Regions from separate parts of the Mus musculus genome. Here regions 2, 3, 4, 5 and 6 are each linked to region 1. A link is a contact called in public HiChIP or PLAC-seq, Micro-C and promoter capture Hi-C data. All regions are on one chromosome and are shown on one strand. The core of a region is the stretch at or near the end of the contact, and the rest is flanking DNA. Distances in the headings are between cores, read along the strand shown. Region 1 holds the start of Hmga1 (high mobility group AT-hook 1). Region 2 holds the start of Scube3 (signal peptide, CUB domain, EGF-like 3). Region 3 holds the start of Zbtb9 (zinc finger and BTB domain containing 9). Region 4 has its middle 27 kb from the start of Zbtb9. Region 5 holds the start of Tcp11 (t-complex protein 11). Region 6 holds the start of Ggnbp1 (gametogenetin binding protein 1).

Region 1 (4,581 bases), core at 873-3,372:
TAAACAGGGTGGCTGGGCCAGCTCCCATCATTAGCGGCTTGGTCTGTTCTCTAATTACAGGCTGTGATTAGAACCTTACATTACACCACAGGTGTCCTTCAAACCAAACATCAAAATTAATCAGCTAATGAGCACTGACCTCACACCGAGGTCTGCTGGAGGCCCTTCAGAGGGGGCTCTTGGGGGAAAGCCTGCCCCAATCCCAAAGACCTTGCATGCATCTAGCTTGCCTGGAGATCCTGGCCAGTCTCCCGGACACTGTTTTGCCACCTGGTGCCTCCCCAATTCTTGCCGTTAGGGACTCTAAACCACCTGCTCTCCCCAATGCCCCCACTGAATTAAGCTTAGAGTCTCTGTCCAGCGAGGCCAAGGAAAACCTCACCTCTTCCACCTGTTTCTGAGCATCAGGGAGGTCTGGCATGGCCAAGTCACATTTAGGAGTCCAAGCCCCATGTGTCTCTCTTGGGCCTCCAGCCTGTCTCTCACACGGGTGCACACGCTGTGGCTCCTCAACGTTTCAGTAACTATGCAAGAACTACCAGAGGAGTAACATCCCGGCAGGCCTATTGTTAAGGGTCTTAAAGGGTCCCCCTTTAAATATAGAGAGAAGACCCCTCAATAGCCCAAGGTCACACAGCAACTTGGTAAAATGGAGGTTCTTGCGGAATGCTTACAGACCGCCACTTTGTTTACTGAGAAGCAGGTTAAGACCCAGGCGCCCTCTACTCCAGAATGAGGATGCCTTCGCTGGCGTCCCAGCCTGGTGGTTGTAGGCCGGCGCTTCTAGGAGCTAGGACGAGGGGGAGGGGCGCAGAGCCCTTTAGGCGCGGGAAACGGCGCACCCCGACCACATGCACCGCCACGCGGGTGCGCCCGGCCCCACTTCCTGCCAGAGGGGGCACCCAAGCCCGCCTTGGGGGCAGGAAACCTGGTGCGAGTCGCAGGAAGAAAAAAACCCCTTCCTCTCTCCATGAAAACCAAAGCGGGGGGGGGGGCAGAAACGGGGAGTCGAAGGGACTAGTTCTAACAGAACCCAGCAAAGCAGAGGAACCAGTTTGTGGGGGCGGAGGGCAGGCCTGGCCCTGGAGGTTGAAGAGGCGCGGGGCAGGGCCAAAGGTGTGTGTGGGGGTGGGGGGTGAAACCCCGAAACCCAGGCCCTCGCGATCCGGCCTCGTCCACGCACAGTACTACTCTGGGAAAGGCGGAGGAGAGGCCAGAGAGGAATCTCGGGTCGCCGGGCCCCTCCCCCGCACTTCTAGAACTTCCCTGGCTGAGGGGGGCGCGCGCCCACCTCCCGCCGCTGCGCAGCGCGCGCCCCTCCCTGAGGCCGGGCTCGCCGAGCGCGAGGTGCACGGGCGCCGCTGGGTGCACAAGCGGCGCTCGTCGCAGTCGCGCGCCCCCTCCCCCTCCGCGCGCCGTTCCCCGGGGTCTCCGCACCCCACGGTCGCAACCCGGGCACCCTCAACCTGGGGACCGGAGGACGCGGCGCCCCGCGGACACCCACCCCGGCCCCGCCGCCTGCGAGCACAGTGCGGCCTCCCCTTTCCCGCGGCCCGCGCAAGCCCGGGGCCTGGGAATAAAGCGGGCAGCGCGCGCCGCAGGCCCCCCGGGCGCGCCGCGGACACTCACCGCGAGCTCCGCAGGCCGCCGGCGGGGCGCGCTCGGGGCTGCCGGGTGCGGCGTGGCTGGGCTCAGGGCACCGGCCTGGGCTCTGCCGCCACCGCCGCCGGTCGCAAATGCGGATCTGAAACCGGGAGAGGGCAGAGGCGCTGAGACCGCTGCGTGCGCGCCGCCCGGGCCCCCGCCGGGGATGTGTGTCACATCCGAGCTGGGGCGAGGGAACACTGACGGATCCCGCTCCCCTGGAGGATGGCGAGGGGCAGGAAGCTGGGCACGGCCCGTGCGCGGCCTCAATAAATAATAATGTGATTAGATTCTAGACCTACAGGAAAAAAAGAAGCCACCCGAGCGGCGGCGAACTCACGCCTTCTTGGAGCCGCGCCAACACCAGAAATAGCCCCGACTCGGAGTCCCAATTAGAGGAGCGCAGCCCCGGCTCAGGGGAGCTTAAAAAGAGCGACCCAGGGGCAGGGGGGACGGGCCCGCCCGCGCCAGCCGTGTCACCGGGGGGCGGGGCCATGCAAATGAGCCCGGGGATTTAAAAGGGCGGCCGCCCGCCAGCTGCCGCCGCCGCGCGCGGGTAGCTCGCCACTGTGCGCGCGGTTTCCGCGGGCACGCGCGCCGACGGCCCTCGTTTCTCACAGTTCCCGAGCAGCCTGGCGTTGGAGGAACCGGTGACGGCGGCCCTGCTGTTTAAGTGGGGACCCGGGGACACACCTACAGGAGCCCCCCCGTGGACTCCGGCCTCGCGGGGAGGCGCGCGCTGACGCCTGTGCCCTCGGACGTCCACGCGTACCCTAAGGAGCTTCTCGCGGCCCGGACGCCGCCCCCCCCCCCCAGCCCATGTCGAGGGCCTCTCCTTAATTCCCCTCTGCCACCAAGCAGGTGACGGCGTGTGCGTCTCCGGAGGCCTCCAGGCGCGTAAAAAACAAAGTCTTGTGAAACCCAAACGTGAAACTTGGCCAACGCCAACGGTTTAAATCTAGTAACGGCCGCCACCCAGGTGCAGGCTTCAAAGGAGCCGAGCGATTGGCCGCCTCGCCGGGACATCGCGGGGAGGAGCCACGGGTGGCCAGCTGCTTGGTGTTGAGGAAGCACGAGGTCCCTCTGGTGTGATTCCCCGCCCCCGTGACTTACGACTTAAGACAAGGGGCGCCTGGAAGCCCCTTGAGGGCAGGGGTTCGAGTTTCCCGCCTCTGGGCGCCTGGGTCAACAAAAGACTTGTTGCTGGGCCGGAGGAAGCCTAAGTGGGAAGATGGCGGGCGGTGGGGCGCGCCCTGCAGGCCGGGCGCGGGCCCTTGGACGCACCTCCCCACCTCGGTTCCCCGAGTCGGCCTTTCCACACCTCTCGTGATGCAGGGAATCGTAATTCGGGCCCAGTGACACACGACTGTGACTCATAACTCTGTTCCCCTTCCTCCGCGGTCAGCCCTCTCCTCGGGGGGCGCGCGGGCGGTGGAAGGGTACGCGGGGGCCCAGCGTGCGCCCGGCTGGAGGCGGGGTGGGAGCCTTGGGGAGGCGGGCCTCCCAGTTTCAGGAATGCCTCAGGAATGTTTCCGGTGGGGGGTGGGGAGCGCGGCGGGCCCGGCTACCCCCCACCCCCCACCCCCGGGCCGTAGGATGGCGCCCTGGGCGCAGGGCAGCACGTGCTCGGTGGGGGTGGGGCGCAGCGGTCAGGCGCGGGAGGCCACGGCAGGCCGCGGGTCCCGGACCAAGGTCCAGGTGACCCTCAGTTCCAGGGGTGCCCCTGGAGAAGGAGGAAGTCATGGAGGGGCGTTCCCAACGGGTGGAGGGGAGCCTAGGGCGCCGGGGCAGTCTGGGGGAGGAGCGGCTGCCCCTTTGTGTGCAACCGCCGTGGGGGCGGGGCGGGGTGGAAGCGCGCCGCGCCCTCCATCTTTGTGCCCCGCGAGCCGAGTTGGCTGGAGGGGCTCGAAGTTGCTGCGAGCTCTGGGGACCTTCGTAGCGAGGTGTGGCTGAGCAAGCTGCCAACTCCCACCAACGCCAGCCCACATCCTCCCATGGTACAGGTCATTGCCAGCAGCCTAGGCCACTAGGCCCTTGCTGTGGTGTTGAAGGGGGAGAGTTTGGGAATGGCCCCGCGGGCCCTTTTCCTCCGACGTAGTAGTGGCCCCTGGGCGGACACTGCCTCTGACCTGTGTGTACCAGAAAAGGATACCCTTCCTTCCTGGATGGGCTTTCGGAAAGCTTCGCCAATTGCTTGGCCCACTTCTAGTAAACTGGCTTGATCGTATTTTTCTGCTTCTTTTCATCCTGATATGCTCACCGGCCGGTTTTGTGTCTTGTGTTTTTGTAATCGACCCAAGACCCTCTCTAGAAGTAGGCAAACACAATAGTTTGTCTCCCTCCTGCCTTGCCCACTCCAGAAACAAACAGTTCCGCCCACTGACCCCCATGCAGATACCTCCGTGCTCTTCGGCTTGCGCACCCTGTATCCCATTCCTCTCCTTCTGCAATGATATTTAAGCTTAAGAGTGATGGGGGGTGGGGGGACGGTAAGGAGTTCTATCGAACCTCCTGACTGTAATGAAAGAAGACCAGACAAGAGGCAGCGGTGATGTTGAAAACCCGTTTTTGACTTCCAAGTTCTTAGGGCACAGTGAGTGACACAAAGTCCTGTGTGCTTTTAAGCTTAGACTTAGGGCAGGAACCTAAAGACCTAGTAGGAGATGCAGGAAGCACTGGTTAGTGGCCTGAACAGGACTTCCTTGCAACTGGAGAGTGGATGGGTCCGGTACAGGAGGCAAGTGGGGGGTGAGTTCTGGGCCTGTATCTAAGTTGTCTTCCATGCCCTTCTCCGGTAAGCACTGACCTTCAGAGATCCCAACTGGAATGTCAGGGATCCAATGACCTGCGTCCCAGGCTAGCAGGTTAGACTTTGTTAAGAATAGCTCACCCGTTAAAGCTTGGAAGGATTGGTAGGGAGAGTTCCCCCTAGTTTGA
Region 2 (4,581 bases), core at 1,200-3,699, 590 kb before region 1:
AGGGGAAGTCCCCAGCCCTGGTGATGGATGGGAGATATCGAGGGGACAGGAGAAGCCTCCCGAAGGAAGCCCACAGCACTGTGGGTAAGCCTTCGAGACTCAGACCAAATAGTTCTCATCTTCCCCTGTAACATCTACCTGCAAATTTGAGTCCAAATTTTGAGTCCAGCAAACCTGTTGTTAGGCAACCTTTGACCGACAGGGTTGCACAGGCTTCCTGAACGGCGGGGGTTAATGAGAGGCTCCCTTCTAATCCCAGCTAGACTCAGAAATCCTAAAGGGGGTGGGGGCACAGCTACTGCAACCCCATCAGGGCAGGTGTAGCCCACGACTGAGGTCAGCAGAGACCCTGAGGGTACCGCCTCTACTGCAGCTGAGTGTCCCCCAGTACCTAATGGGGTGTCCAATAAAAGAAGGTGCCCTTGAGTACCCAGCTCCTCCTATCCCCGGCAGATGGGCTTGTCTCTAGGCTTGAGAGTTTTGGTTCCCCAACACCTGTGCCATTCAGGGGTCTCCAGCTGCACCTGGAGCCCCTTTAATAGGCGGTTTCTCCTCCTGCTCCCCCCCCCACCTCCAGCCCCTGCAGACACTGGCTCCAACTTGAAAGAGGCCCTTATCTTGTCTCTAGATTACTGCACGAAATCTGTTCCTTCCTCAGACTAAACTCCCTAGCTAATTCCATGTTATGAGTAAGTCAGCATGCACTACAAAAGCCAGCTTTGTTTACGAAAACACACAAGCAAATCCTCTGTGGGGAGAGGGGCTGTTCCAGGCGGCGGCAGCAGCGGGCTGTCTGGTACGAAGGCTGCAGAAGCGGCAGTTTGAAGCTGGAAGGAAGTGAGGGTGGGGTCTGGTACTTGACAGCTGAGGGGCTCTCGTGTTTGGTTATGTTAATGGACAGGTCTGAGGGGGCAAGGGAAGAGGCAGTGTTTTGGACGAGGAGGGAGGTGTTAGCTTAGCACCTTCTACCAACAGTGAAAAGCTGCTGGCATAGCCCAGTTTAAGATTCAGCACACACACCCCGCCCGCCCCCCCCCCCCCCCCGCCCCCGACACACTGACCCGACTGACTGACTGCCAGACAACTCGACGACTTCCTCAACTCCCAAGTTCAACTTTCCTCCTGACTCAGACACCTCTTCATCCCTGGCTGGCTTCAGGAACCCCCAGGACAATAGACAGAATCTACCTCCCCAGGCAAAATCTTGCTAAGAGGAATTTTCTTTTTGTCCATATAAATCTCTTTTGGGTGAGGACAGCGTGGGGGGAGGGGTACAGCAGGTCAATGGGGGGAGGGGAGGCTGTCCCCAGAGAACTGTGGGACACCAGCCTGGTTTCTGCCAGCGCAGCCTTGGGACTGGCTGGCCCAGGAGCGCGGGGTCAGGGACCGGGGCAGGAGGGCCTCCCAGTCTCCCTCTAATTCCTAGAGGGATCTGTCAGAGCTCCCAGCCTGGAATTTTACTTTGTTATTTTAATGCAATTCTAACCTGGATTTAAATGGAATTGGAAACCCCAGGCCTTAATAAATAAATATTATGATAAGAAATGAAAGCCATGCGAGACGAAAGGGATTCCCCCCCCCCAAAGGCAGAAACGCAACGTTCGTGCCAGAAGGCAGTCACAGACATTTTCTCCTACTGCTCCTACTATTCTGTGACAGGCAGTCGGTTTCACCGCGAAAGAGGTGTTTTTCTTTAACATCCTTCGACTTGATAAGACGGTAACTTCGAAATTTCGGCCTGACTCTGCCTCATGCGGGCAGGGGAGGAGGTTACGAAGCGTATAGCAGAGTTGAAAACTTCCTTCCCTCAGTCTCAAGCTCCAAAGTGGAGTCCCTGGCAATGTTTGAGAGAAGATTCTCTCTGACCTCGGAGGAAGATGCTAGATGGTGGCAGGGAAGCCGGCAGAAGTGCATGCATGCTCCTTTCTGCTGGCCGCCCCCCTCCCCAGGCGCTATTGCCTGTCGCGCAGCGCCCCGAGGTCTAGCGTCCCTGTGCCCCACTGGCCGAAGAGTCGGGGGGCACAGGGCCGGGTCCTGACAGCCACGCACTTCTAGACACCTGCCCTGGTGGCTCGGGCCCCGCCGTCCCGCCGCCCCTCTGTCCCGCCGCCCCGCCGCCCCACAATCCCGCACCGCGCCTCCCTTACCTTGCGCAGCTTTGCCATGCTGGGCGGCGCGCGCGTGGACCAGCAGGAGGAGCAGGCAGAGCCCGGGGACGCGCCCCGAGCCCATGGCCTGGAGCTCCGCGCGGCGGGGCCGCGGGGGTGTCGCAGCCCCGGGGAGGGCGCGAGGAGGAGGGGGAGGGGACTGGAAGGCGCCCCGCGGAGGCTCCGGGCTGGGCGTGGGGAGCGCGCGGTGGGGAACGCGGGCAGGCGCGGGGCGGCGGCCCGAGGGGCGGCCCGGGCTATCGCACCCGACGCCCAGCTTCGCCCGCGGGGAGCTGTAGCCTGAGAGCGAGCGCGCAGAGCCGGAGCTGGGACCTGAGAAAGGGGAGGGGAGACGTAGCGCCTAAACACGCCCTTTCTGCCTCTTTCTTCCTCCCTTGCTTTCTCGTCTCCCGGGCTCCGTCTGTTTTTCTTCGCCTTTCTCCTCCTCCTCCTCCTCTTTCTCCTCCTCTCCTTGCTCCTTTTCGTTTTCTTCCTCCTCCCCTTCCCACTGCCCCTCCTGCTTCTCCTCTCCGTCCTCCTCCTCCTCCACCTCCTTTTTCGTGCCCTTTTTTTTTTTTCTTTCAAAGGGGGCCTCGGCGTGGCGGCCGCTCCCCCTGCGCGCCCGGGCGCGCGGCCCCCTCCCCAGGCTGCCGGGCCGCTGCCTGCAGGAATTTACAATCCGGCGCTGGGGGAGCGGGCCCGGTCTCCATGGAGACGGCTTCCCCGGGAGCAGGGAGGTCAGGCGCAGACCGCGCACAATCAATGGATCAATGCAAGCCCCCGCTCCGCTCCAGACCAAACAGCACCGGGGCTCCGGCTCGTCCGCTCGTTCCCTGTGGGGAGCTAGCGGGGGAGCCGAGGGTGCGCCCCCCGCGCTCGCACGTCAGGAGGGCCGAACGGCGAAGGTCTGCACGCGCACCTCGGCGGGGAGACAAAGAGGGCGCGAGGTGTCGAGAAAGCTTGGAAGGGCTGCACCTCGGAACAGAGATGGGCTGGGACTCCGGTCCAAGGAACGTCCTCCGAACCTTTAGCCCTAAAGTCACTCCCACCCTCTGGACACAATCCTCATACTCAGATGAGTCCTGGCTAAAACTGCCCGGCTCCAAGGGCAGGCTCTGTGGGCGTTGAAGGTAGCCCGCTGAGACGCCCTTCTCGGCGTGGCTCCCATATGCACTGTCTAGTGCTCAGCACACCGGTAGAAGCTACCCCACGATCATCTTTGGCACACACAAAGGCTCTGTACAATCTCTCCAAACCGGCTTCCAGTGCTAACCTCACTGGCAGCAGAGATTAGGTTTAAAGTAGAGACACTCTGCCGATGGAGCAAGTTCCCCTGGGTCCTGGACACTGTCCCCTTTCCCCCTATCCCTTTAGTCGCTCTGAGCCAATTGTACCAGGCCTCAGAGTCCTGCCTGCTTCAGAGCCAATTTTGTGCAGGAAAAAAAAAAAAAATCCCAGGGTACCCAGGAAAACTGGGCAATGACCAAGGTCTCCCTAAAGATGACTCAGTCCTCAAACCCTTGGCATTGGCAGCGGGCTTCAGCTGGGGTGGGGGTGGGCTCTGTAAGCAGACGCCTGCCTACCCTGGAGAAGAGTTGAGCCCTCCCTTTAGCAGGGATTAAATGAAAGGGTAAGAGAACGAACAGAGAAAGAGGCTTTGACTTCCCAGTTCCAGCTCCTGAGAAGCCTCTTGGCTTCCGGTCCCATCTCGATTGACCTCAGTTTCCCCAGCTAGAAAAGGAGGATGGGTTTATTGGGCCAGAGGATGCTGAGGGGACGCTGCCCCTGGAAAGCCAGGAAGAGGAACCCTCGAGGCCCCTTGTACAATGCGAGAGATGGCGCGGGCGAGGTGAACACACAGGTCATGGGAATGGAGTGGAGGCCACAGAAAGGTTGGTCAGATGACCCCCCTACACGGTCCCTCCCAGCCCTGTCACTCCTGAGATTCCTTCCTCCCCCATTCCTCTGGTAAACCCCTCCCTCTGGAGCAGCCTTGCCTGCTGCCACCAATTATGTGGAAGCTGGAGAACAAGTTCAAACTTGTCATTCTCTTTGCCCCAAACAAGGGTGGGGGGGGATGAATTGAGGGTAGCCAGACAGTGCCTGGGGAGAACTGGAGAGAGCAGAGAAGCCCCAAGGTGGGGAGGGAAGATTGTCTCCCGCCCTGCTTGCCTTCATCTCTGCCTTCTTGGAATCCTGAGTGTGCACCCTTCTCCATCCTGAGGCAGGCGGGGTTTGCTGCCAGCCCACTCCTCCCACCCCACAGCTAAGGTGGGCATGGAGGACTCTCCAGGAGCTTGAGAAGAGTTCCTGGACCCCCTGAACATCGCTGTCCTCCTGGAGTTTTGGGTGGGAGTGGCGGTGAGTAGCCAAGCCCTTCCAAGCTACCCTGTCCTCTGGAAGCCCTGTTTGACTACAGTCCCCTTCTCTTCCC
Region 3 (4,581 bases), core at 1,158-3,657, 580 kb after region 1:
GGTTGCTGGGAATTGAACTCAGGACTTCTAGAAGAGCAGAGTGCTTTTAATAACTGAGCCATCTCTCCAGCCCCACTCAAGTATTTTTAAAAGGATATTTGGGAAAGGTGTATACTGGTGAGAACCTAAAAAGCATCTGGAAAATGACAGAAAGTACAGAAACAGAATACTGCTAACAGGGAGGGAGAAGCCGCTCAGACCTTAGTCTGGCAATTACTTGAGCTCTGAATCAAATGCATTCCTAGTTGGAGACCAGCTCCCTCTCCCCCCCATGAAGATGAAGTTAAGAGTTACTGGGTGACTATGCCCCAACTCCTCTCTCATTAATCTGAGCTCAGCAGTTCCTTCACTGGCTATCAATACAAAAAGGGCCATTTAGGTTAAGTGACCAGAAGCATGATTTTCTAAAGTCTGTCTAAACCTGGACTACCAGGGTGAGACCCATACCCAAGAGTAAGGGGTTCATGACAATATATATAATCTCTTGGAATGATTATACAATCCAGGACTGAGGTGGTGAAGGTAAGAGTCCAGCAGCAGCAGGGGCTATCTTGTCCTAGAAATCACTAGAGAGCACCAGTAGTCATTTGTAAGTCCAGTGGTAAGTGGGCCAGCCCTGGCCCTTGCATAAGTCCCGGTGGCGAAGGAAGAAGGCCTGGACACGGAATCGACGGCCACAATGGGGACACGCATGCAGAGCTCTCGCATGGGTCTTCATGTGCTCTGTTAGATGATGCTTCAACTTGAAACGTTTATTACAGATGCCACATCCAAAAGGGCGAAGGCTGAACGTCAACATGATGTGTCGGTCTCGTTTCGGCTTTACTGCAAACCGTTTTCCACACAAGCAAGCAAAGCACTTCCCATCTGCAGGGGGTGTCCCTCCTAGCTTCACAGGCCCATGCATAGCCTGCCCTGTTCCTCCAGGTCCTCCATCCCCTGACAGGATTTCATTCCCATGAAGATCCACTGGTTTCCACGATGGATCTCCTGCCCCAGACGATTCCCCTCCTCCTGAGGACAGCAAGTATCTCAGCTCCTCCTTCTCCTCAGAGTCCTCTCCAGATAGTACTTTGGTCTTTTCCTTTGTGCCTCTTGCTATCTCCTCCTTACACTCAACGTTTTCCTGATTCACATATAAGATTTGGGAAGCTTGTACAGGAGGGGCAGGAGGATCTACTGTTGAGCTCTCATCCTCTGAAGGCTTGCTGGGAAGAGCAGGTGTAGGCAATGGGTGGGATCCACAAGCTTGGGAAACCCCTCCCGACACTCTCTCCGGCTGAGGAGTCTGAAAGAGTGGAGCTGCTGACCCCTGCTCCTCTTCCTCCTCTACTTTCACCTGAATCTGTAACATTCCTTCTAGTTCACTCCCCTCCCCTCCAGCGGGGCTCTCAGGGAGAACAGAATTCTCTGTAGAAGCAGAGGAGCGTACTGGGTTCTGGAAAGGGGAAGAGCGAATGCACCAGCCTCCTGAAGATGTTGTGGAAATAAGTGTGAGGCTGGAGGCTCTTCCACCGGCTGAAATCCCACCAGACGTTTCTAGTTCTCGAAGAATCTCTGAGCACCGATCTACCACTTGCCACATCTGAAGGCCGCTGGCTACAAGGAGATGGGCAGGGAGGGCATCCAGCGGCAGGTGGAGGCTTCCTGAATAAATGAGCTGAAGCAGTCCCTCGAACGCATCGGCCTCGATGACATTCGGTAAAGTCAGTCGGGGCGCATCCCCCAAAAGCAGCTTGTCATGGAAGTAAGGAGAGGCAGCAGCCAACACTGCTTTGTGAGCCCTAAGTTCCCTGCCCTGAACCAGGAGGGACACATCACAGAACTTTCCCTCCAGCCTGTGGCGGTTCAGGGATTCCAGCAGCGAAGAGCTATGATGAGGGAACTCAATGTGGATTGTCTGTGGGGCTGGGTTGCATCTCGGAGATGAGGATGCGGGAGGCAAAGGAGTCGAAGCATCCATGGCTACCTCGGGAAGAGAAATAAATCCCGGGGAGTCGGGCAGTGCAGGGTTCTATACGGGGTGAAGGCTGCGGAGGAAAGAGACTGGGGTCACACAAGTTCGGGGTATGAGACCTGTCTCAAGCCGCTCGCCACCGACCCTTGAAAACTCTTCGGTGACAAGCTTCTGTATATTAGTTCCGCCCACCAGGAAACCCAACAAAACACCAGGGTTTACACCTCCAGGCCCAGCGGAAGCTAAGGAGGGAAGGGATGGCGCCCCACCTCGCCGGCTCCGGTCGCCCTCCGCCACCGCTCGCCCCTCCTCACCGTGCTCGCTCCGGCCGGCTCAGTGAGCTCCGGCCCCGCGACGTCCCACCGACACGCCCCCACCGCACGCGCGACCGCGTCGGAGCACCTCAACCGCCAGTGCGCCTGGCCGGCCGGAAGCTACCGCAGTTCCGCCGGACGCCAATGCGGCCAGGCACGGAGGGCGGGACCAGTTCTGCAGCCAATGGGAGAGCGGCAGCCTACAAGCCGTCTCCTCATTGGCTGTGCGGACGGAGGGCCGGGGCTTGGGGAGGGCGGCGGAAGTGGAAGGCGGTTCCCTCAGTTCTGGAGTAGCAGTGAGGGGAGCCACGGGCTCCGCAGTAAGGCTTGCTTCCCTCGTCCCGCCGCGCGAGGTAGGTGCTGCTGCCCTCCGCGTGCACGCGGGACAACCGGGTCTGAAGTCTGGAGCGCACGCTTGCTGAGGACCTGGGTCCTTTCCTCCATTTCGCAGAGGAGCGTCCTCACAATTAAGCCCTAAGTCAAGAGGGTCTTGCACAGACCCTGCACTTGGAGTCTTTGGGGCGCTAAAGCGAGTCCAGTGCTGCGGCGGAGAGAGAGCGGGAGTGTGAGTTTCACCAGGAAGACCCTGCGGTATATATTGTTCTCCTGACTGGGTGGTATAGTGTGTAATGTAAGAGGACTGTTCTTTCCAAAAGTAGTCCCTGTCACCCTTCAGGTCGTTCTGGAGACCCCGGGCTAAAAAGTCGGCCCAACGCCGGGGGAGGCAGCACTTAGTCCCAGCACTTTGGAGGCAGGGGCAGGCAGATCTCTTGAGTTCAATCAAGGCCACCCTGGTCTACAGAGTTCCAGGCCAGCCAGAGCCACACAAGGAGACTCTCTGTCTTGAAAATCCAAAAATAAATAAAAGTCAGCCCAGTGATAAAAGAACAATCTCCGTTTATTAAACATGATTTTTCTGTTTCACCACACACTCCAGAAAAGAAAAGAAAAAAAAAAAAAGGAAATGGGCCTGGGAGTGGGAGAAAAGGGGGGGCAGTGGTGGGGGACCAAGAGTCTGGGAGCAGGGGCAGGAAGGAGAACGAGTAAACAAACAGCAAAAAAAAAAAAAAAAAAAAAGAGTAAGAAGATCTTCTCCCTACTCTTAAGGTGGTGGGTGGGGAGGGAAGTGAGGGGTGGGGCTAGGGAGCCAGGAAGCTCTGTACAGAGGGGTCGCCTCCCAGCCCCCCTCCCCAATTATGTACAGTACAAACCCCAGATAATTACAACAGCCAAAGAGGAGGGAGGAGGTTCAAGGGTAAGGCCTGATGGGGAAAGCAGAGGAAAGGGCATGGGATAAAATTTCACATATTTACAACTTTTATATAAGTATAAATTTGGCCCCGGCTGGGTGGGTGTATGTAGAGGGTTAGACCGAAGGAGAGCTGTCCATACAAAAGAAAGATCGAGTCTGGAGTCTGGGAAGAATTCTCAATACCAAACGCAAGGAGTGAAGAGACAAGGCTGGGTAGGGGGCAGCAGTCAGAGAAGAGGGGGTACCCGGGAGGGGTTTCTCCCCTTCCATGGCCTACCCACCCCAAACCCCATCCATCCTACCTCCCCTATACCGCCAGAGAGCTATGTACAGAAAAACACCGAAAAAGCATGGAGCTGGCGGGAGGGAGGGAGACTGGGTGAGGGTGAGGGTGAGAGGGAAGCCCAGCCCTGTCCTACCTCCCCCAGGGGACAGAGTCATGTAAGGGGGCCCCCAAACACCCATCCTCCAACACAGGTCCCCCCATCCTGGGGGAGAGAGACATGGCTTTTCCTAGAGTAAGTTCCCCCCTCCCCATGGGAGTAGAGACAAGAGAGGGAAGGGGTAGAGGGCTGGCTGCATGTCAGGGTAGGGCAGATCAGCTAGTCTGTCCCTCCACAACCCAACACACATGGCCTCCTATACCCTAACCCCCTCATCCAAACCTCAATTCCACCCCACCCAACACACTGGGGGAGGGGGGGGCATAAGCCCCCTCACCCCGCTCTGGGACCAGCCAAGAGCAGATCAGGTGTGGGAAGAAGGGGAGGCAACTCCCATTCCCCCCTTGCCGCCCCCTCCCTGCCCCGGTGGCCCCCTCCACCCCATCTGGGTTCTGGGTGGGGAGAGTTAATGTAAGAGTGGAAAGAGGAGAAGGAGTTTGTGCGTGCTGAGCCCCCCCAGACGCTCCTGAGAAATCAAGGGGTAATAGGGCCCCCTCACCCGGGGTCCCCTCCCCATAACAAGGGGGGGCAGGGGAGGCCAAAATGGGGTGGTAGAGGGGAGTTATAGATTGTCAGCTCTGGTTACTGCTAAAAAATCACCCTGAAGTTGAAAGT
Region 4 (4,581 bases), core at 671-3,170, 560 kb after region 1:
ATAACTGAAAATATAAATCTCTAAAGAAGGGGACCTGTCCAAGAGACAGACATGAGCAGTAAGCACTTCCTGGGTGCAGTTTTCATGAGTCTTTGCAGTGCTGGGGCCTTCTTCTCAGAGAGTTGGCAGCTCAGTTGTCTCCTTTCCTACTCTCAGAGAGCTCACCGGCTCAGCACTCAGCCTTGGGTTGGAATTCCTCCTTGGTGATAAGTTGGTCGACCACCTTGGGCAAGCAGATGTTTGTTCATGTCTTCCCAGGAAGATCTGTGCAACGGGAACCCATCAACTCGGCTCAGGCCACACTTGTTCCCTCCTGGGCAGGAGGGAGGGACCTGTATCACGTGACTCTAATTACGTGGCTTTGGTTTCTGCCTTTCTGAAATCCACCATTTCAACAGGTAATTTCTTCAAGGTCTCTAGGTCTTCCCCACCACTTTGCAGACAAGGTTTCTTTGTGTAGCCCTGGCTGTGCTGGAACTCTCTCTGTGTAGACCAGGCTGACCAACAATATATCTGAATAGTCTCAGCCTCTGGAGTGCTGGGATTAAAGGTGTGCGCCAACACACCCAGCTGTCTCTAGGCTTTTAGTGGCCAAAGGAGTTGACCGGCAGGAGTTGGAACAGCAGTGCCAAGGGCAATGGTCAAGAGTCAGAGAGAGCAGCCTGGATTGGCCAGGCCTAGGAGGTTGCCTGCAGGTGGTGACACCCTTTCCTGTTGTCTGTTCCTGAAGGGGGCGCTGTAGACTTACAGAGATGGAATTGCTTCCCGTCTGTGGCTGCACTGGGCTAGGTGTACACTCATTGTTGTCTTCCCTGGGTAGCCGAACCCACCTTGGAGCGAAAGACACAGGCCTTGTTGAATGCAGGGTGTCTGTGCGGTCCATCCTGCAATTTTACACTTAGAGACACAGATGTGTGGTGTGCTTTGGGGAATGGTGGGTTGAGGCCACCTCAGGCTAAAGAAGAAAGGTCTTGGGAAGAGGACTTCAGCCAGAGTTGGCCAGGTTTCCATTTGCAGTTCTATTTGAAACCAAGGTTGGGGGCACAGGGGAAGACAGGGCACGCGGGAGGAGAGGCTGCCTTTCCAGGCTGGCTTGAAAGCTACACACAGCTTTTTGTTTTGTTTTCTGAGACAGGGTGGCTACCCTAGAACAGGCCACGTGTACTGGGCTAGCATCGAACTTGTAGCACTCCTGTTTCTGACCGCTCGGATTACAGTTGTGTGCGCCGTCACACCCAGCCTTACCAGTGGCCTATAACATCCCAACTCTCGTATGAATGAGTGAGGATGGAGTGAGCCATTTCTGCTGGTCTTTGTGTGGCTACCCCAGCATATATGTGGTCCATTTGCCCCTTCTCTGGGTCAGGCTGATCTTGAAATCCAGAGTGCGGGGAGAAAGGAAAGGGATGGAAGCCCTCCACTGTCTCAGGAGAGCAGGAGAGGTTGAAGCATGGGGGCAGGGGAAATGGAGGTAGAGAGTCTTACTTAAAAATAAAGCCTTCATAAGACCCTCCTCTTAAGCAAAGGCTGGGGGAGGGGGGATCCTCAACAGTCAAGTGTGGGCAGGATGGCACAGCACTGCCTTCCAAATTGCCAGGAATAAGGCAGCAAGCCCGGAGGGGGGAGGTTTATGAGCCTTGAAACCCCGTGAGAGGTGAGAGAGAACACCATAATATCCAGAATTGCTAGAAAGCCACAGACTCCTCCTCTGAAGTGCCAAAAATAGTAAGTAGAAAGTGAAATTAATAGCGCCGGGAACAACAGGGAGAATGGGGCCCGCGAGCACGCGCATGCGCGGATCTGTAGAGGTAGACAGTCACATTCCCTTGGAATGCCTCAGGAGCCAGGTGCTGAGCAGGGTGAGTTGAGCTTGCCATTTCCGCTCATCCCCGTCACAACCCGAGGAGGTGGGTCCTGCCTGCTGTCTTGTCTTCACAGTCAGGAAGTTCTCGGAGTCACTCATGAACAGGGGTAAGGGAGAAGAATGCACAAATGCTGCTGGTGAAGATGGCTTGTCATAAAGCCTGACAGACTGAGTTTGGTCCTCTGGATCCATGGGGTGGAAGGAGAGAACCGACTCCTGAGAGATGTCCTCTGACCTGTACAGACGCTCTGTCTCATGAACACGCACACACAGAGACAGAGAGATGATAAAAAATGTAGTAAGAGCCTGTTGTGGTGGCACACGCTGGTAGGATTTGCTGAAGGAGGCAGAGGGAGGAGGATCATGAGTTCAAGGCTAGCCTGGGTTACACATTTGGGCTGGAGAGATGGCTCAATGGCTAAGAGCACTGGCTGCCCTTCCAGAGGTCCTGAGTTCAAATCCTAGCAACCACATGGTAGCTTATAGCCATCTGTAATGGGACCCAATGCCCTCTTCTGGTGTGTCTGAAGATAGCAACAGTGTACTCACAGACATGAAATTAATTTTTTTTAATGTAGTAAAAATTAAAAGAGAGGGGCTGAAGAGATGGCTCAGTGGCTAAGAGCCGCTACTGCTTTCCTGGAGTGCTCAAATCTGCTTCCTAGCACCCCTGGGTGGCTCACGAGTCCCTGTCACTCTAGCTTTAGGGATCAAACACCCTCCTCTGGTCTCCTCACACACATGTACACACATGTGCATGCACATGTTCTTTTTTCTTTAACCAAATGAGAGAAGGGATTTGATTGTTTCCCGCTACCCACACAGCTCCTGACTCTGTGCCCACTCACCCACCGGAGTCCTTCCGATCAATCTTAAGTCATTCACCTGCTTGTGCCCGTGCTGTAACAAGCTAAACGCAGAGGGGACCCTCTGCTTCAGCACCCAAGTGCTGAGGTGACAGGCATGCACTTGCTCCCATTCTAGCCTTACCTTTCCAAGCTGCGGACTTAGTTATTTCATGTCTGTGCGTACACTGTCACTGTCTTCAGACACACCAGAAGAGGGCATCAGATCCCATTACAGATGGTTGTGATCCACCATGTGGTTGCTGGGAATTGAACTCAGGACCTCTGGAAAAGCAGCCAGTGCTCTTAACCACTTGGACATCTCTCCAGCCCTTCCCTGGATTTTTTTTATTTATTTATTTATTTATTTATTTATTTATTTATTATTTGTTTGTTTGTTTGTTTTTTCGAGACAGGGTTTCTCTGTATAGCCCTGGCTGTCCTGGAACTCATTCTGTAGACCAGGCTGGCCTCGAACTCAGAAATCTGCCTGCCTCTGCCTCCCGAGTGTTGGGATTAAAGGTGTGCACCACCACTGCCCGGCTCCCCTGGACTTTTTTACCCAAGTTCTTACTGTGTCACCCAGGCTGACCTGGAACTCAAATTCTTTTCCCCTTAGCCTCTTGTTACCAAAGGGTTACAGGCATACAGCAATCTTGCGGGAAATATTACAAGAACTCCAAGTTCCCGCGCTACACCCTGCTACTCTCAAGCCTGGCCAGCTCTTATCTCAGGGAGACTGATTCAGAGCTCCAAAATCTCTCCACCCAGCACGCTAAATTCCCACTGGCGGGTCGATACCACACCAGCCCCGTGCTTCAGATCCCCCACGGCCTCTGTGGCAAACCACACAGACAAACCCACGCTTTGACGACGTATCTTTCTCGTTTGAACAAGCCACAGTGTGAAGGAAAACAACACAAACTTAGTTAAGAAATGATGGGGCTGGTGAGATGGCTCAGTGAGTTAGAGCACCCGACAGCTCTTCCGAAGGTCCAGAGTTCAAATCCCAGCAACCACATGGTGGCTCACAACCATCCGTAAGGAGATCTGACTCCCTCTTCTGGAGTGTCTGAAGTCAGCTACAGTGTACTTACATATAATAAATAAATAAATCTTTAAAAAAGAAAAAGAAATGATGGAAACTCAATCACTGGGTGCAATAACTGGAATCCTAATCTTGTAAGCCATATTAAATCTAAATCCCCCAGTAGCAAATCCTGATGGATCCGCCACCGAAACCCGTAGACACTTGTAGCTACATCTTGTCCTGTCGCTATCCCTGTCCAAAAAGGACCCTCTCTCTCTCCTCTTCCTCTCTTCCCCTATCCAACCCGGAAGTTCTTCCTACTTGCCCAGTGATTGGCTCCTTTATTCATTAGGGGGTGGTTTACAAGAAGTCACCGGAGTAAGGGACTCACTCCTCATTCTCAACCCTCCTAGGAGAGCAGAATTAACATCAAAATACACACAGCACCAGACCCATTCACAATGCGGCACCATACCTGGCAACATATATTTTTTCTGAGTCAGGTTTGCTTGTAGCCCAGGATGGCCTCTCACTCACTTTGTAGCAGAGGATGACCTTGACCTTTTGACCTTCTTGACAGCTGCTGGAATTTCATGTCCACATTACTACACCTGGTTTATGGGTGCTCGGGAATAGACACAGACATTTTCTAAAAATAGCAATAGTTATTGTTTTCTTTGAAATGGAATCTCACTGTGGAGCCTCAGAACTCACTATGTAGACCAGGCTGGCCTCAAAATAAGAGGGATCTGCCTGCCTCTGCTGCCCAAGTGCTGAGTTAAAGGTGTGCACCACCATGCAGGGCTGTGTGTGTGTGTGTGTGTGTGTGTGTGTGTGTGTGT
Region 5 (4,581 bases), core at 562-3,061, 520 kb before region 1:
AAAACAAGCTCAATTTTTTTTCTCTCCTTGACATTAATAGTCCCAAATAGGCCAGGCAGTGGTGGCGAAAGCTTTTAATCCCAGTACGCATGGAGGCAGAGGCAGGCAGATCTCTGGGAGTTTGAGGCCAGCCTGGTCTACAGAGGGAGTTCCAGGATAGCTGGGGCTACACAGAGAAAACATGTCATAAAAAAAAATGTTTTCCCTGCATGTATGTGTATGTGTGTGTACATACACACACACACACACACACACACACACACACACACACCCTTAGGGGCCCCACAAGAGGGCACCAGGTATTTCTAGGCCGCCACTTGGGTGCCATCTTTCCAGACTCCGAGTTTTCATGTGACAGGAAGCTGTGACATCACTGCGTAGCTTCTGTTCACGTCCCCGTTGACCACCTGGAGGGAAATTCCAAGAAGCACACCCCGAAATTCCAAGAAGCACAATGGGGAGGGAGGAAGGAAGCTTAGTATGTGCTGGAGATAGTTTAGGTGGTCGGTGAGAATTGAACCCAGGGATACCAACCAAGCTACAACCTTAAATTCTTTTCAGTAAATCCTACCTTGCAGTATTGGAACTGAACCTGGGCCCTCAAACATGGCCGGCATTTTGTTACTAAGTTGCACCCATTATCTGGCTTTGTTTTGTCTTTAAACTTTAGTTGCTTCGTCTGTCCTGGAACTGTGTAGTCCAAGCAGGCCTTGGCCAGTCTGTCCTCTTGCCTCAGTCTCCCCAGTAGCTAGGGTGACAGGCCTGCACCGTTACTTTCAGGTTTTCCAAAGTCAGGGATTGGCAAGCAAAGCAGCGGCATCAGGCGGTACAGCCATTTCCGGGGGATCGCACGCCCTCTTCTGAACGCCTGGGGTACTGCATGGATGGGATGCATTTGCATAGGTTTTATGATGACTTCAAGTCAGAGTAATTAAGAGGCCAGAAAGAATATGAGGGAAAAACACCCTCTCCATGTTCTCTCCCCAAACCCAAGGCGTGGGTATTTAAAAGACTTTAATCCCTGCAGAGGCAGGAAGATCTGAGTTTGAGGCCAGCCTGGTCTACAGAAGAGTTCCCTGACTGCTGGGGCAGCATAGAGAAACTTTCTTTGTCTTGGGAAAAAAGCAAAAAACACAAGAGAATGTTATATGTAAAACAAGACAATTTTATATGTATGGGTATTTTGCCTGCGTGTATGTAAATATATGTAAATATAGGAAGTATGATCCCGAGGAACTGGAGTGGCAGATGGCCGAGATCCATCATGTTGGTGCTGGGAATCGAACCCTGGTCCTCTGGAAGAAAGCCAGTGGTCCTAACAGCTGAGCCATCTCTCCAGGCCTCACCCTCCATTTTTTTTAAGAATCTGGAAATGGAGCTCAGCCTATGAGGTCCCTTCCATGCCCAGCACTACATGAACCCTTGGTGGTGGCTCACACGGGTGACCCCAGCACTCAGGCAGAGGCTGTAGGGTCAGCAGTTCGAGGCTAGCACCCCTGTGCATGCTCTGCAGGCTACCCCTAAGCCCCAGATCCTGACACTTGGAATCAATAGGGATGACCGTCCTGCCCCAGTCTCGGTCTCACCCAAGGTGGCGGCAGATGGTCGGTGGCGGGTCGCGATGCTGGTGGGGAGGGCTGCCACGCGCCTCGCGCCTCGTTGCCAGGACACCTAAGCTGTTTGTTTGGCAACACCGGGCGTTCCCACTCCTGCTCAGTTCGCAGGGTGGGGATGTGGAGTGTGTGACAGCATCGACGTGGGGCTCAGTGGCTCCACCCAGCCACGCCGCCCCTGCCTCATCCCCCCAAGTGGTTTAGCCCACCCGCACCCCGTGCCGCCCAGCCAGCCAGAGCGGGCGGGCCGGCAGAGAAGGAAGTGAGCTGAGTGGAGAGAGGGAAGGGGAGGGAGAAAGTGGAGGGGGAGGGCGGAGGTGAGCCACGGAGGGGAAGGGATGAAAGAGGGGAAGGGAGAGGGGAAGAGGAGGTGAGGGGAAGAGGCATACTGAGAGGGAGAGACAAGGGGTGGTGAGGGATGGAGAGGGGTAAGGGGAGGGGCGTCCGTCGGGGCTGCGGCCTCAGTTTCTTCCTGCGCCAGCTCTGGTCCCCCCTGGCCCTGACGAGCCCCCAACATTTGTCACCACACAGATACCACCACCACCACCATCACCAGGATGCCAGACGTGAAAGAGAGGGCGGCCCGGAAGGAGCCCGGCGCGGCAGAGAGCGCCTCCCGTGAATCCCGCGGGGGAAACACCCGGGAGAGCGCGAGCAGCGCCCAGGGGCACCGATCGTGTAGGTTCAACCGTCGCCCGAGCACGGCCGCCCTCACCCCAGGGTCCGCGCAGGGGCGCGGGGTAAAGACGGCGCCACGAGGTCCCGTGGGCCACGGAGGACTGCGGACTGGCCCGACCTCCCGGTGTCCCCAGCCCTCCGCCCGAGCGAAGCTCCCCTCGGTCACGCGTGGGGCACCGCTTCCGCCATCCCCGGGAAAGGGCCACCTCGGCGGGACCCCGAGCTCGCACAGGCTAGGTATCTGCTTGAGGCAGGGTCCCCCAAGTGCGGGGACTGCAGGTCCGGACCTCCCTCCCCCTCGTTTCAAATGCTCCCGCACAAGCGTTGCCATGGATTTCCTGTGACGCTGGACAGTTAGTCTCTCCTCTGTGGCCACGCGGGGTCGCTGCTGCTTAACGCTGTGACTTGAGACAAGATCCAGGTGTACCCGGAGGGGTGGGGTGGGGTGGGTTGGGTTCGGGCTGGGGTTGTGTATCCAAATAGGAACCTGGCCTGTGGGGTTCAAGGTCAGGGCGTGCTGGTGCTGCTGGTTTGGAAACAGTTCTTACAATGGCTGTTGCATCCATAGGTACAGTGACTCCTGAGTATACAATCAAATTCCTTTTGTAAAAATTTGGAACTGTGTATAACACGTTGGCTTTGTTGTGTTGCAGTTTTCTTTTTTTAGGGGGGCAATCTGAATTTTTAAGAATTGTAGCCACACTTAAATCTCTACTCTTTAAGCCCTCCTTGTTCCGGAGTGCTCTGGGCGGAACTGGCTGCTTCTTGCAGTTGGAGAGTTTCTTGAGGAGTGGCTGTAGCTTTGAAGGTTTCCTTTCACCTCGGATTTGTTTACGGATCTGATTGTGTCATGCCAGCCATTTCGGCTGGGATAATGAAGGACTGCACAGATGCTGGGAAGAGCAGGGTCCGGTCACCTTTGTTTTTATAAAAAGGTTTATTTTTCTTTGTGTGAGTGGGTGTTTTGTCTACAGGTATGTCTGTGCACCGTGTGTGTTCAGGGCCAGAAGAGATGTCGGGCGCCCTGAAACTGGAGTTACAGATGCTTGTGAGCCAAGGGTAACCCAGCTCTTAGGAAAGGGCAGCAAGTGGCTTAACCACTTGGCCATCTGTCCAGCCTGTAGTTTATGCTTTTATAACCCAGCCAAGGACTCTAGATTTTCTATCAAAGTCCAGTCAATTTTCTCACCATGAAATATTTTCAATTTGTTGAAACGTAAAACCCAGAGACTTCCTCCATTTTTAATTTTCTCTGTGTGTGTGTGTTTTTTTCCTTTTTCCTTACTGTCTGAGGATACAGGCATGACTCTAAATACTTCTGTCATGTTTCCTTCTGAGAAAGACAGTGCTGTCCTATGGGATCTCTACAGTTATTTTCTTTTGCCGGGCAGTGGTGGCACAAGCCTTTAATCCCAGCACTTGGGAGGCAGAGGCAGGCAGACTTCTGAGTTTGAGGCCAGCCTGGTCTACAGAGTGAGTTTCAGGACAGTCAGGGCTACACAGAGAAACCCTGTCTCGAAAAACAAACAAAACAAAACAAAACAAAACAAAACATTGTGCCTTTTCAGGCCTGTGAGGCAGCTCAGCAGCTAAGCTCCCCCGACCCCACCAACCTGATGACTGAGCCGATGCCCAGGCAGCCATGAGAAGGTAGAAGGAGGGAACCTTCCTCGAGCCTCCCAATGCAAACTGGTGTGCAATACTAATAACCTTCTTGATTATTTTATGTATACGAGCACACTATCATTGACACACCAAAAGAGGGCATCAGATCCCATCGTAGATGGCTGTGAGCCACCATGTGGTTGCTGGGAATTGAACTCAGGACCTCTGGAAGAGCAGACAGTGCTCTTAACCGCTGAGCCATCTCTCCAGCCCTGACAGCTTTATCTTTGAATCCGCTTCATTTTGTGCCTGCCTGAACTTTAGCCTTCACTGTGTTGGACTGCCCTGAGCATTTCTAGCACGCCCTTGGGGAAGTACAAGTGACTGGCTGAGTGGACTCAGATATAACCCCGGGGGCCTTCAGACGAGTGACCCTGAGGAGATTCAGACATGTGTGGGTTGATAACTGTCCACCAGAACTTCTTCTAATTACAGGTATGACGGAGAGAGTCCATGACGCTTCCAAGCTTGATTGTCAGTTGGAAGAAAGGAGTTTATCTTCAAGCAGGTATTGGCTTTTACAGTTTCTGTATGTGACTTCCTGATGTCGTTATTCAGCACCGAAGGATTCTGGGGGCTGGGGAGGTGACTCTGTGGGCTGACACTTGTTGCCAGGCCTGACAAC
Region 6 (4,581 bases), core at 580-3,079, 530 kb after region 1:
GCCCTACTGTGTGCTCAGCCTTCATCTAGCCCTTGATACCTCACTGATCTTTAGATGCCTCAGAGGCCCTTGTTGCCCATGTCCATTTTATGGGTGAGGAGAGTAGGCAGAGATACCCAGCAATGCTCCTCTGTCACATGACACGGCGTGGAGCAAGTGGGGTTCCAACCTCAGATTCTGCCTCATGCCCTGCTGGGCTCCTGCCCCACCCCCACCCCCAGAAGTCTTAGAGGAGAGGCATCCATTTCTGCTCCCCTCCCCTCTGCCCCTCCCACCTGCATCCTTACCAAACTCAATTGGGCAGTGTTCATCCTCTTCCTCCTTGATGAAGGCCCCAGGGGTGAGCGCCAGTGGTCCCGGAACCCACTGTAAGCATCCTTGTTCTGTCTCCAGGGCCTGGCCAAAATGCTCCCTAAACCCAAAGCCACAGTCAGGTGGGGTCAGGGGACACCCACAAATGTGGCCTGACTCTACCTTGAGTCTCTCCACGGACCTGCTCTGTTCCCTGGGATAGCTAACAGAGGGGTTTCCCTACCACCTCTGGGGGACATAGGATGTGGGGAGCTAGGCACCTTCCAGACAGGGAACTGCTGCTAAGACCAGTGGGAGAGAAAGCCAGGCAGGAAAGTAGGGGTACAGGCTGGAGCAGAGCCTACTTCAGCGTACTTCTGTCCAGACTCTAGTGCACCCTTCCTAGCCTCTAGGATATTTTCTTTGGTTGTTCTTTGTTTTTTCAAGACAAGATACCCCTCGGTGTGGCCCTAGCTGTAGACCAGGCTGGCCTCAAATGCAGAGATCTGCCTGCCTCTGCCTCCTGAGTGCTGGGATGAAAGATGTGTGCCACCAATGTGTTTTGTTGTGCTGGGGACTAAACCCAGGCCTGGACCGTGCTAGGCAGGCGGTACTCCACTCTGAAGCCACACCTCAGTTCCCAGCCACTCCTCACACAGCCCTGTTTGCTGACCCTCCCTCCCTTGGGACCCTTAACTGTCCCTCATGGCTTTCACTATTCAGGACCCCTTACCCCAGCCCATTACAGCTGTGGGCTTCTAGTCATGGCCCTCATGCCTGCATCCTCCTTCTGTTCTAGCTAGATCAGGCTACCCCACCAGCCCTAGCACCAGCAGCACCAGCCCCTCACCTGTCTGAGGCCCCGGAGACCTCCCCTACTGGCTCCTCCTCCTCTCCTTTCTTCTCAGGTAGCTGCTCCAGAACCTCCCAGGTTCCTCTGAGAGGAACTGATGTTACCTCAACACCCTGGGCCCTTAGCTTCGGGACATCCTTGGAGGTGAGGGTCTGGGACCCTGAGTCCCCAGTGCCCAGCTCAAAGGCATCATGCCTCGGGTTGGAGGGAGCTGCAGAGAGAACCCTGGGCGGGGGCTCCCTCTTCCCATTAGAGGAAGCTGCAGAGTGGACCTTGGCCCGGGGCTCCTTCCTCCCACGACCTCCCTGGTGGCCCATCATTGGGGAGACAACATCTTGCTCCCATGAGGAGCTGGGCTGGCTCCTGGTCAGGGGCTTGTTAGTGCTCTTAGAACCGCCCTTACTCCCCACCAGGTTTCGGAGAAAGCGCAGCATGGAGGAGCAGCCTAAGATCCGTGACCGAGGGGTCCGCGCCGGGGCTGCCATCCTGAGTGGGACCCCGACTCAGGGAGAAGCCATGGCAGCCAGCCCAGGACCAACTGCTAGCAGAAACCTCCAGTTGGAAACTTCCAGAAGTTCTAGAAGGCAAAGAGGAGGTGGGGGTGGGGGGAGGCTATAACTGGAGGCTGGTGGGGGGGGGTCTACTGGAAGGAAAGCGGGTAGAGGGGTAGAGGGAGCTAGCCAGGGTCCAGCTCAGCAGGTCTCAGAGGAAGGCTGGAGATTGAGGGATGGTGAGACATAACACAACAGCACCCACAGGCTGTGGAAGCCTGGCTGAAGGCAGATAGGGCGGCCGGGGGGGGGGGGGAGGAGGGTGCACACGCTGAGAACAGGACATCATATGCTCCTGTCTATCCATAAACTCCTGTTTACTCTGGGTTTGAGATCAGTCCCTGCAGCTGCCAGGCTGCAGGGATCTAGGACAGCACAAATTCTGAGCTGCCCCTCCTCCTCCTCTTCTTCCTCCCCTTCCCCCTCCTCCTCCTCTCTTTTAGGGTGTTAGTAGCACAGGCTGGCCTCTATTTCATGATCCTCCTGCTTCAGCCTCTTGAACGCTGGGACTGCAGGTCAGCTCATCCTGGTTTTTGTTGTTGTCTGTGGTTTGCTTTTCACTAGAGGGAGAAGATGGAAGAGGAGGCCCGGGAATCAGAGACAGGAAAGGCAGAAAACAGAACGCTTTTCCCCTTGGCTGGGACAGGGCAGGCAGGGGAGGCTGTAGCTGCTTCCAAGCCCGGCCGAGGACCTTCCCCTAAGCAGCAGCCTCCCTGAGCGCCTGCATCCGGCGGCCACCGAGAACTTCCTCTAGAGGGAGCTGGTCATTGCCGGGAGCTGGGACCTCCTCTATGGTCACAAAGTCGCGAGGTTTCCTGGGCCAAGAGGCAACCCGAGGCGGCATCCAGCACCATGAATCCACTGATACCAGTTCCTGCCAGTCAGGCCTGAAACCTTGGCCCCTGGAAGCAGCCAGCAAGCCCTTCGGGGTCTTCGTCTTTGCACGGCTGAGCCATCCCACATCTGGAGCAGAGTCATTCAGGTACACGGGCAGCCAGTGCCAAATCCCACCGTCCTAATCCTGGGCAATTCTGGCCCAGGGTGGGGCAGAAACCTCCATCGGCAACCCGGTGAGGAGGGAGGCCTTGATGTGGCTTCCCTGGGAGGTTCTGAAAGGGAAGCTGCAGGCATGGTTCACACAGGGCCTCTGGCTATACATCAGAAGCGCCCCTTCCTGCCCGGTTCTGGTGGCCCTGGACTTTTATGTGGAAGGAGGGGAGGGTCAAGGTCATGAACAGAGACAGAAATTATACGGTTGATACTCCCTGCTGTACCAGGACACGGACAGTCCTCCCCCAGAATGATTCTAGGTACAGCCTAGTGGTCGGTTGTGAGGAACATGCATCCTGGGCCCAGCCAGTGGACATAATGGGAAGTCAAGGCGACTTGGATGGGGGCCAGGTGGGCCAGGGCAGCACTGGCTGTGGAGGGCTTTTCTGAGACTCTTCCTGCTCTCTAACAGTAAGCCTCCAGGGTGGTGTTATTATTACTATTATTATTTTGAGAGAGAGAGATGTGGATGAAGTCAGCGTCCCCTGGCCCTGCTGGCCTGGGATTACAAGGTACCAGGAAGAGCACCCTATCCCGGAAGGAGCCGTTGGGTAGACTATGCCCAGCAGAGGGTTGTCTTGATGAGGCCTGGCTCTCAGGGATGGCAAGAGGAGGGTCTGTCTGCTCACCCTGTCTCCATCAATGAAGAGGGAGGTGAAGGGGAGCCGGCCCTCCCCCACCCCTTTTCAAAGAGTGCTTCCTGCAGTGATGGAGGTGGCCCACATAGGGGTGGGAACTCTTGAAAGGGTGCAAACTGAAAGTGAAAGGTCTTGCCTCAGGAACTAACCGAACTCTGAGACAGGTCAAAGAGGAAAACGGGCTTGGGTGTGGCTATAACACCAGCCAGCCAATGGCTGAGTCAGGAGGATCAGGGATACAAGACTTTCCTCAGGCTGCCTAGAGGGAACCTGTCTGAAATGAACAAATAGACAGGTAGGTAGGTAGATAAATAAACCAATAACCAAAGAAGACAGCACCAAAGAGTATGGTGTGATTTGGCACACTGTGTGCTGTAGCAGTGAGGTACACTGGGGAGACTGTGAGAGACCCCAGCTCACTTCCAAGCAGTGGTTGGAAGGAGAGGTGCCCTGGGGACAAACTGTGAAATAAGCCCTGAGACTTTGTCTCAAAAATAAAAAATTCTGGGCCAGTGAGATAGCTCAGCAAATGAAGGGGCTTGCAGCCAAGTGTAACAACCCAGGTTCTATCTCTGGAACCCACATGGTGGAAGGAGAGAACCCATTCCCGAGAACTGACCAACTACCCCTAACCTTCACACACGTTCACACACACACACAAAACCAACCATATGAGGTCCTCTGGCCAGCAGAGCCAGGGGACGCTGACTCCACCCAGATCTCTCTCTCTCTTAATAATAATAATAGGAATATCAATAATAATACCACCCTGGAGGCTTACTGTTGGAGAGCAGGTAGAGTAGTACATATGTAGTGTGTGTGTGTTTAATATATATGTTAAAAACAAAACAATCATTCTGCCAGACAAATGTCTTTCTCTGGCCACGTGGCCCAGGTAACCATTTCTTTCTGCTCCTATTTTTCCAATCTGTAAAGCAGGCACAGGCACTGGCCATACCTGTGTTATGAGTATTTTCTTTTGTTCCTTCTTTCCTTTTTTTCTTTTTTTGAGACTATATCTCACTACCTAGCCTTGGCTGGCCTGGGACTCCATATGTAGACCAAACTGCCAGGATTCTCCCAAACACTAGAATCAAACCATGTCCCATCACACCCAGCACGAACGGGAATTTTCAACACACAACACACAGCAAAGTTCTCCTAAGTGGCCAGAGTCCATGGTAGAGTTTGCTGCCCA

The links. Promoter capture Hi-C pulls out the DNA fragments that hold promoters and counts their contacts. Hi-C and Micro-C count contacts between places; a contact is called where the count stands out from the background. HiChIP or PLAC-seq counts read pairs in DNA pulled down with a chosen protein or histone mark.
Region 2: a Micro-C map of embryonic stem cells shows a contact between it and region 1, with 4 times the contacts expected there. The contact joins the promoter of Scube3 here to the promoter of Hmga1 in region 1. A contact is called at or near these places in 5 of 39 promoter capture datasets (cranial neural crest, embryonic stem cells, hippocampal neurons and 1 more), 3 of 484 Hi-C or Micro-C datasets (all in embryonic stem cells), 5 of 115 datasets of contacts at active chromatin or transcription factors (embryonic stem cells, epiblast stem cells and stem cell-derived neural progenitor cells) and 1 of 9 other capture datasets (adipose tissue).
Region 3: an H3K4me3 HiChIP or PLAC-seq map of forebrain shows a contact between it and region 1, with 4 times the contacts expected there. The contact joins the promoter of Zbtb9 here to the promoter of Hmga1 in region 1. A contact is called at or near these places in 8 of 39 promoter capture datasets (the 3T3-L1 cell line, the C10 cell line, frontonasal cranial neural crest and 5 more), 9 of 115 datasets of contacts at active chromatin or transcription factors (VIP interneurons, bone marrow-derived macrophages, embryonic basal ganglia and 6 more) and 1 of 9 other capture datasets (embryonic stem cells).
Region 4: a contact with region 1 is called in an H3K27ac HiChIP or PLAC-seq map of T-cell acute lymphoblastic leukemia, with 2.6 times the contacts expected there. The contact joins the enhancer-like site here to the promoter of Hmga1 in region 1. A contact is called at or near these places in 4 of 39 promoter capture datasets (the C10 cell line, cranial neural crest, hippocampal neurons and 1 more), 12 of 115 datasets of contacts at active chromatin or transcription factors (T-cell acute lymphoblastic leukemia, bone marrow-derived macrophages, embryonic stem cells and 6 more) and 1 of 9 other capture datasets (liver).
Region 5: a contact with region 1 is called in a Micro-C map of embryonic stem cells, with 4 times the contacts expected there. The contact joins the promoter of Tcp11 here to the promoter of Hmga1 in region 1. A contact is called at or near these places in 18 of 39 promoter capture datasets (the 3T3-L1 cell line, 3T3-L1-derived adipocytes, the HPC-7 cell line and 11 more), 3 of 15 datasets of contacts at CTCF or cohesin (the NIH/3T3 cell line and embryonic stem cells), 9 of 484 Hi-C or Micro-C datasets (the N1E-115 cell line, embryonic stem cells, muscle stem cells and 2 more), 20 of 115 datasets of contacts at active chromatin or transcription factors (T-cell acute lymphoblastic leukemia, bone marrow-derived macrophages, embryonic basal ganglia and 8 more) and 1 of 9 other capture datasets (embryonic stem cells).
Region 6: a promoter capture Hi-C map of the HPC-7 cell line shows a contact between it and region 1, with 6 times the contacts expected there. The contact joins the promoter of Ggnbp1 here to the promoter of Hmga1 in region 1. A contact is called at or near these places in 14 of 39 promoter capture datasets (the 3T3-L1 cell line, 3T3-L1-derived adipocytes, the C10 cell line and 10 more), 1 of 15 datasets of contacts at CTCF or cohesin (the NIH/3T3 cell line), 7 of 484 Hi-C or Micro-C datasets (B cells, the G1E-ER4 cell line and embryonic stem cells), 29 of 115 datasets of contacts at active chromatin or transcription factors (the 230-238 cell line, the NIH/3T3 cell line, the SCID.adh cell line and 20 more) and 4 of 9 other capture datasets (adipose tissue, embryonic stem cells, liver and 1 more).

The regions. Positions count from the first base shown.
Region 1 is chr17:27,554,115-27,558,695 of GRCm38.p6, reverse strand. Hmga1 (high mobility group AT-hook 1) reads right to left here and starts at 2,122. Exons shown (of 5, transcript NM_001025427.3): 1 at 1,985-2,122.
Region 2 is chr17:28,140,177-28,144,757 of GRCm38.p6, reverse strand. Scube3 (signal peptide, CUB domain, EGF-like 3) reads right to left here and starts at 2,449. Exons shown (of 22, transcript NM_001004366.2): 1 at 2,148-2,449. The coding sequence starts at 2,232.
Region 3 is chr17:26,971,005-26,975,585 of GRCm38.p6, reverse strand. It overlaps Zbtb9 (zinc finger and BTB domain containing 9), which reads right to left and starts at 2,407. Exons shown (of 2, transcript NM_001005916.2): 1 at 2,272-2,407; 2 at 1-2,030. The coding sequence starts at 1,963. The coding sequence ends at 584. Syngap1 (synaptic Ras GTPase activating protein 1 homolog (rat)) reads right to left here. Exons shown (of 19, transcript NM_001281491.2): 19 at 3,152-4,581.
Region 4 is chr17:26,997,465-27,002,045 of GRCm38.p6, reverse strand. No RefSeq gene overlaps it. Among named protein-coding and RNA genes, the nearest start is that of Zbtb9, 27 kb to the right of the region's middle. Within about 2 kb of position 1,920, at least 40 of the 459 cell types and tissues checked have an H3K27ac peak or open chromatin away from gene starts, as enhancers often do. A contact at or near this core is called in T-cell acute lymphoblastic leukemia, bone marrow-derived macrophages and memory CD8 T cells, where this site is marked.
Region 5 is chr17:28,077,869-28,082,449 of GRCm38.p6, reverse strand. It overlaps Tcp11 (t-complex protein 11), which reads left to right and starts at 1,811. Exons shown (of 10, transcript NM_001085555.1): 1 at 1,811-1,875; 2 at 2,145-2,291; 3 at 4,392-4,464. The coding sequence starts at 2,171.
Region 6 is chr17:27,026,507-27,031,087 of GRCm38.p6, reverse strand. It overlaps Ggnbp1 (gametogenetin binding protein 1), which reads right to left and starts at 1,829. Exons shown (of 6, transcript NM_027544.2): 1 at 1,142-1,829; 2 at 288-412. The coding sequence starts at 1,629. It overlaps Bak1 (BCL2-antagonist/killer 1), which reads left to right and starts at 2,461. Exons shown (of 6, transcript NM_007523.3): 1 at 2,461-2,677.